2 separate regions of the Lactuca sativa genome follow, and region 2 is linked to region 1. The links are chromatin contacts, called in public Hi-C maps. All regions are on one chromosome and are shown on one strand. Each heading gives the region's core, a stretch centred on a gene start, on an enhancer-like site or on the middle of the called end of the contact. The rest is flanking DNA. Distances are from core to core; before and after follow the strand shown. Region 1 holds the start of LOC111890771. Region 2 holds the start of LOC111890742.

Region 1 (2,700 bases), core at 107-2,606:
TTTGGTAGGATCGGGCAGACTGTGTTGGAGGAGGCACACAAGTCTAGATTTTCAATACACCTTGTAGCCACCAAGATGTATCGGGATTTACGACTCAGTTATTAGTGGTCGTACATGGAGAGGGTGATATCTTGTTATGTTGAGAGGTGCTTGACCTGTCAGATGGTCAAGGCCGAGCACCAGAGGCCACATGGTAAGCTTCAACCTTTGGAGGTCCCCATGTTGAAATGAGAGTAATTGACCATGGATTTCATCACCAAGCTACCTTGGATTGCTAAGGGGTTTAATGCGATTTGGCAAAAGCGTAATCATGCACATCCTTCTGGTTTTACTGGATTTTGGGATACTCTGATTATGATTATCATTTTTGGAACAACTTTTTGTAAACAATTATGGTCTTTGGATTGGTTTTGAAAAAAAAAATCTGAGTTTTTGGGATGTTACGTGCTCATAGGACCGTGCAAGGGGGTCGTGCCCCCTTGCAATTCAATATGTGTTAAACACAATACAATCTGTTTAGTATTGATATCTTATCTTGATAAAGATGTTTTCGTTAAATAGTCCGCACACCATCATTACCAAAAGAAATCAAGCACATTGAAACCTTGTTGAATAACCATATCTATGAAGAAATTCTCAAATATTTATGCTTTAGGTTTATGACTCGGAACAATTATAATTTTTGCATTTTATTTATAGTAATTACAAGTTAAATAAAAAGACATTTTTTTTTTGTAATGTTCAATTATGATAGTCCATGAATAACATAAGAATTCATAAATGAGGTTTAAGGGTCTAATAATAATTAAATACCATATTTATTGTGTGTTTATTTTTTTCATTAGTTTACTAGTTGTAAAACATGTGTATTATACTGATTTATTATAAAAAAAAGTTATAAAGATATACTAACATTTAGGAGTTTGAATTTGTAATAAAAAAAACATTGAATTATTGAAATTGAATTGTTCATTTCTCTTTTAAATATAAACAAACAAATAAATAAATAAACAAATAAAATAATAAGATTCAATTTAGAAATCTAGAAATTACATTTATTAAATTTGAATATTATATGAAATTTAATAAAATAAAATAAAAATCATAAAATGAAAAAGTGAAAAAAAAAATTAAAAAATCTTAAGAGCCAATATATGTGAGATGCAATAAAAACATGACATATCAAATTTTATAGTGTAAATTACGTAGGTAATTTTTAAACATGTGAAATTGAAACTTGGTTGAATCCTTCATTTGGAAAATAATTTTGCTGCATAAATTAAGAAAAAAAAAAGTAAAACATCATTTAATAACCATATAAATAGGGTTCAATTATCCCATAATTGAATTGAGAGATAATAGTATTTGGTTAAGTTGATAGAAATGAACAGCGATCAAGAAACTAGTGGCTTTTTGCCACCCACCAAGACCGGTTTCACCGATGAACTCCGCCGCCAACCATCTTCATCCACCACAAACCTTACCGGAAACACCCCTCATCATCTCCCTGGCTTCACCAAACTAAGCATCCCACCCACTGACACAACCACTCTAGACCCACACCTCGCCGCCGCTAATGGCCGTGCAATTTTCACCATTCCGGCAACTTCTTTCCGTGATGCAGTAGCGGCCACTCCTGCCGTCGATACCCACAACGCAATCAGCCCAACTGTATCAGACATCGTTACATCTCCCGATCAAGAACATACAACAACCACCACCACCACCACCTCAACGCCTCAGAAGGCCCGTGAGCCACCAAGAAGAAACCCACTTCGCCGGACATTGTCTGACACCATTTCAACTGTTCGGAAACCCATCACACCGGCGCCAGCGTCTTCAAATCGAAGTGAGAGTCCCCAATTCAAGGTTCGTCGTCGTTGTGTTCTTGAACAACAATCTTTCTTTATTTTCTTTCACAGAAGACGACTAATCTTTCTTTAAACAGAGACTGAAGAAAACGGAAGAAATGGTGACCGATATCGCAAACAGGTGTTGGGAAGTTAGAGGTAAAATTGGAGTATCAGAAGAAGACGTTGAAGATGGCAATCCTTCTGAAGTAATTAAACTCCATTTTTAATCGTGTTTTTTGTTTATTAATCAATCAATTAATTTATAAAGATTTGATGTGTAAATGTGTTTAGGCAATCGTGGAGCAAGAGGAAGAGGAAGTGAGAGGGGAGTTTGTGAGAATCAGACGACTTGATGATGGGAATTTAAACATCAAATTGAGTTGTTCGTGTGGTAATTGCTTTGAATTTTTGCGTAATCGCATTGGGTGTTTTTACAGATTGACAATTTGACATAGAAATTAGGTCATGGATGCATGTTCTTCAATGTAAGCCACACATTTGTGCATCCATCTCTATGAACATGCAGTTTTTTCTAACTATTGAATTCATTTTGGATCAACTCATTTTTGTTTTACATTTGAGCAGTTAATTGATGTATTTTAGCTTTCAAGAAATACTTGGACTTACAGGTGAAAATCATAAAGATTTATCAATTCAATCTAAATTATTTTGTTTACAAGCAACATCACAATTAGGTAATCATGCAAACAAATGTTATAAAAACAATAATATCATATAAAACTTCTATTATCCATCATCACTAAGACATTATTTGGTGCATTATATCGATTAGATATGCTGAAAGAGAAAATCCAAAGTCAAAATCATTAAAATAGATTTAGATAAA
Region 2 (2,854 bases), core at 333-2,832, 130 kb after region 1:
CTTGGTCCTAAAATAATGTCAAGGCGCAAAAACGTCCCATCCATTACCATCATTGGACTATGCGCTAACCACAATTAACTACAAAAAAGCTTACACAAACACATAAGTTATATATGGTAACATACATTTTCCCCTTCATCCACCCTATAAATACCTCTTCCATATAAGGTATCACTAAGTAACATTTTACTCCTAAATTCTCTCTCTCTCTCTCTCTCTCTCTCTCTCTCTCTCTCTCTCAAGTAATACACTCATAACTTGGACATCAGAGTGTAACCGCTAGACACACCCCTTGATTGTGAGTCACACCACTATGTAATGAAAATTTCTTAGTAACATATTATTTTCACTGTGCCTATTTACCAGTAGCTATTTCGCAGTGCCATTTTGACGGTAGCTATTTCTTAGCGATCTTTCTCAATGACTGTTTCTTATTTAATAATCGCAATTTCGCAAGTAGCCATTCCGCAATGACATTTCTTAATGGACTATTTCACAATGTCAATTTCACAATAACATTTATCTCAGTGGCCATTTCACAATATATACATTTTCACACTGTTGACCCATTTCATAGGTGGGCCACTATAAAATGTAGGTATACTGGGTTTTTGGGAATCATATCGGTTTTAAAATCGTTAAAACCGGTTAGGTTTGATTCAATGAAGCCAGAAACCGATTTCCGATCAAAAATATATAAACCTATAGGAACAATTAGGATCATTTTGAATTTGATTTTGAAAAATACCTATTTTCTTCTTATTTTCCAAACATGCTTTTTGTGTCAGAGTTTAACTAAACTTTAATGGTTGACTGCATTCATGACCGTTTAGGGGTTCAAAACGATATTTTTTCCATTTTTAATTGTTAGAAAAATATTTCGCAGACATTCAGGATAGTACAAGGGGTGTAAACTGATCCCGAGAAACCTCCAAAACATTGTATAAACAATAAATTGATCGAAAACTATATTTTTATTCTATATGAAAATCGTTTTGTGTAGGTTTGAAAACAGGTTTCTAAACCGATTTTTCAATTCGGTTTCAATTATAAAATACTCAAACCAATATCAACCGTTGGATCGGTTTCAACAAGACCCACACCGGTATCTATATCGGATCGGTTTCGATTTGAAAACCGGTTGTGGATCATGAAACGGTTTTTTATACCACTTTAGTCAAAAACCATATTATTTATAGGCAAAATCTATCATTTCACACTTCATAGTGCCTACTAACATTTTGCATTGAACTTACTGCAAAAATTTACGATTATTTGTGGAATCATGTCAAAATTTTGTTGTTCTTCGGAAAATAATGAAAAAATGGCTTAATTTATTCATTTTACCTTTAAAAGAAATAAAAACAATTAATTTAAATTATCATATGTATATATAAACTAATCTGGAAATTAAAGTTATTCCGATGTATGATTGAATATGGAAAAAAATAGAGGAAAAATATACCAAAAATACTTTTTTCTCCTCTATATTCTAAGATTGAAAAACAAAGATGAGTAAAGATATACCGATAGATATTGTAATCAAACTCAAAATAAATATTAAAGAGGGTTTGGGGCCGGCCAGCGAATTTGTGGGTTGGCACGACCAAGACAGAGAGAGTAGGACGTGACATACACGAAACCCCTCCCCTCTGCCACTCCCCCCACTCCCTTCCATTCTCAATTTCTCAATTTCTCAATTCCTTTTCCCCTTTCTTCTTTTGCCAAAAGACTCCTGCCAATTCCACCACTCTGTCGTTCTTTCATTATTTTATTCCTTTTTCAATTCCCTTCTCTCATTTAACTCCAAATCTCAAGCAATCTTCTCCAATTCTACTCATTATTTAAATGCCCTTCTTAGATTTCCTCTCCATTTAACTCATTTGCTAATCCTCTTCACCTCTACATATTTACATTACATTCCTTTTTTTCCTCCTTCTCCCAGATCCAACCTGAATGGTAGATACGGATTATTGTTTTTTTATTTTTTTATTTTGAATTCCTGTGAGAATGAAGGATTTCCCCTCTTGTTTTGCTGAGAATGGAGTTCAAGTTGCAGATGCGTCATGTACAAGTTCAACCACAGCAGCAATAGCGACTGTAAGTAAAGCGAAAGCTTCTCAAAACTTAGTCACATGTGTTTACCAGTGTAAATTGCTTGGTAAATCTCGTTTAATAATCATCACTTGGAGCAAGAATCTTGTGGGTCATTGCTTTAGTGTTGAAATCGAAGATCTGTCGAATAAATGTCTCTCCAGACTCGATGTGAAGCCTTCGATTTTCTCAAAAAGAAAAGGTTCCAGACGTCTTCAAGTCGATTTCGTCGCCATTGATGTCTGTTGGGACCTTACAAATGCCAAATTCGGATCCAGCCCGGAACCCGTTGAAGGTTTCTACTTGGTTCTTGCTTTTAAAGGTGAAATCGTTTTGTTAATTGGGGATCTGAGAAAAGAAACCTTCAAGAAAACAAATGGGTTGTCGAATTCGTTCCGTGTTTTGAAAAGAGAACACATTTTTGGGAAGAAAGTGTTTGCTACGAAAGCTCAATTCAAAGATAATGGTAAGATCCATGACCTCCGGATCGAGTGTGATACCTGCGGCCTTGATCCTCGACTGGTGGTCCGTTTGGACGAGAAGATAGTGATGCAGGTGAAGCGTCTGCTATGGAAGTTCCGAGGGAATTACACCATCGCCGTTGACGGACTTCCTGTGGAAGTATACTGGGATGTGCATAACTGGTTGTTTGGATCGACAACCGGAAGTGCAGTGTTCATGTTTCAGACTTGTTCTGGTGTTGAGAAAAGCGCAACATTTTCTGATCCGTTTATAGTTCCCTCCAGGTTGCCTTGTCCTG

Evidence for each region. A called contact is a pair of places that touch in the nucleus more often than the background predicts.
Region 2: a Hi-C map of bud shows a contact between it and region 1, with 2.9 times the contacts expected there. The contact joins the promoter of LOC111890742 here to the promoter of LOC111890771 in region 1. A contact is called at or near these places in 2 of 4 Hi-C or Micro-C datasets (bud and leaf).

What each region holds. Positions count from the first base shown.
Region 1 is chr5:310,605,419-310,608,118 of Lsat_Salinas_v11, forward strand. It overlaps LOC111890771, which reads left to right and starts at 1,357. Exons shown (of 3, transcript XM_023886857.3): 1 at 1,357-1,869; 2 at 1,949-2,059; 3 at 2,145-2,700. The coding sequence starts at 1,384. The coding sequence ends at 2,303.
Region 2 is chr5:310,734,000-310,736,853 of Lsat_Salinas_v11, forward strand. LOC111890742 reads left to right here and starts at 1,583. Exons shown (of 1, transcript XM_023886827.3): 1 at 1,583-2,854. The coding sequence starts at 2,011.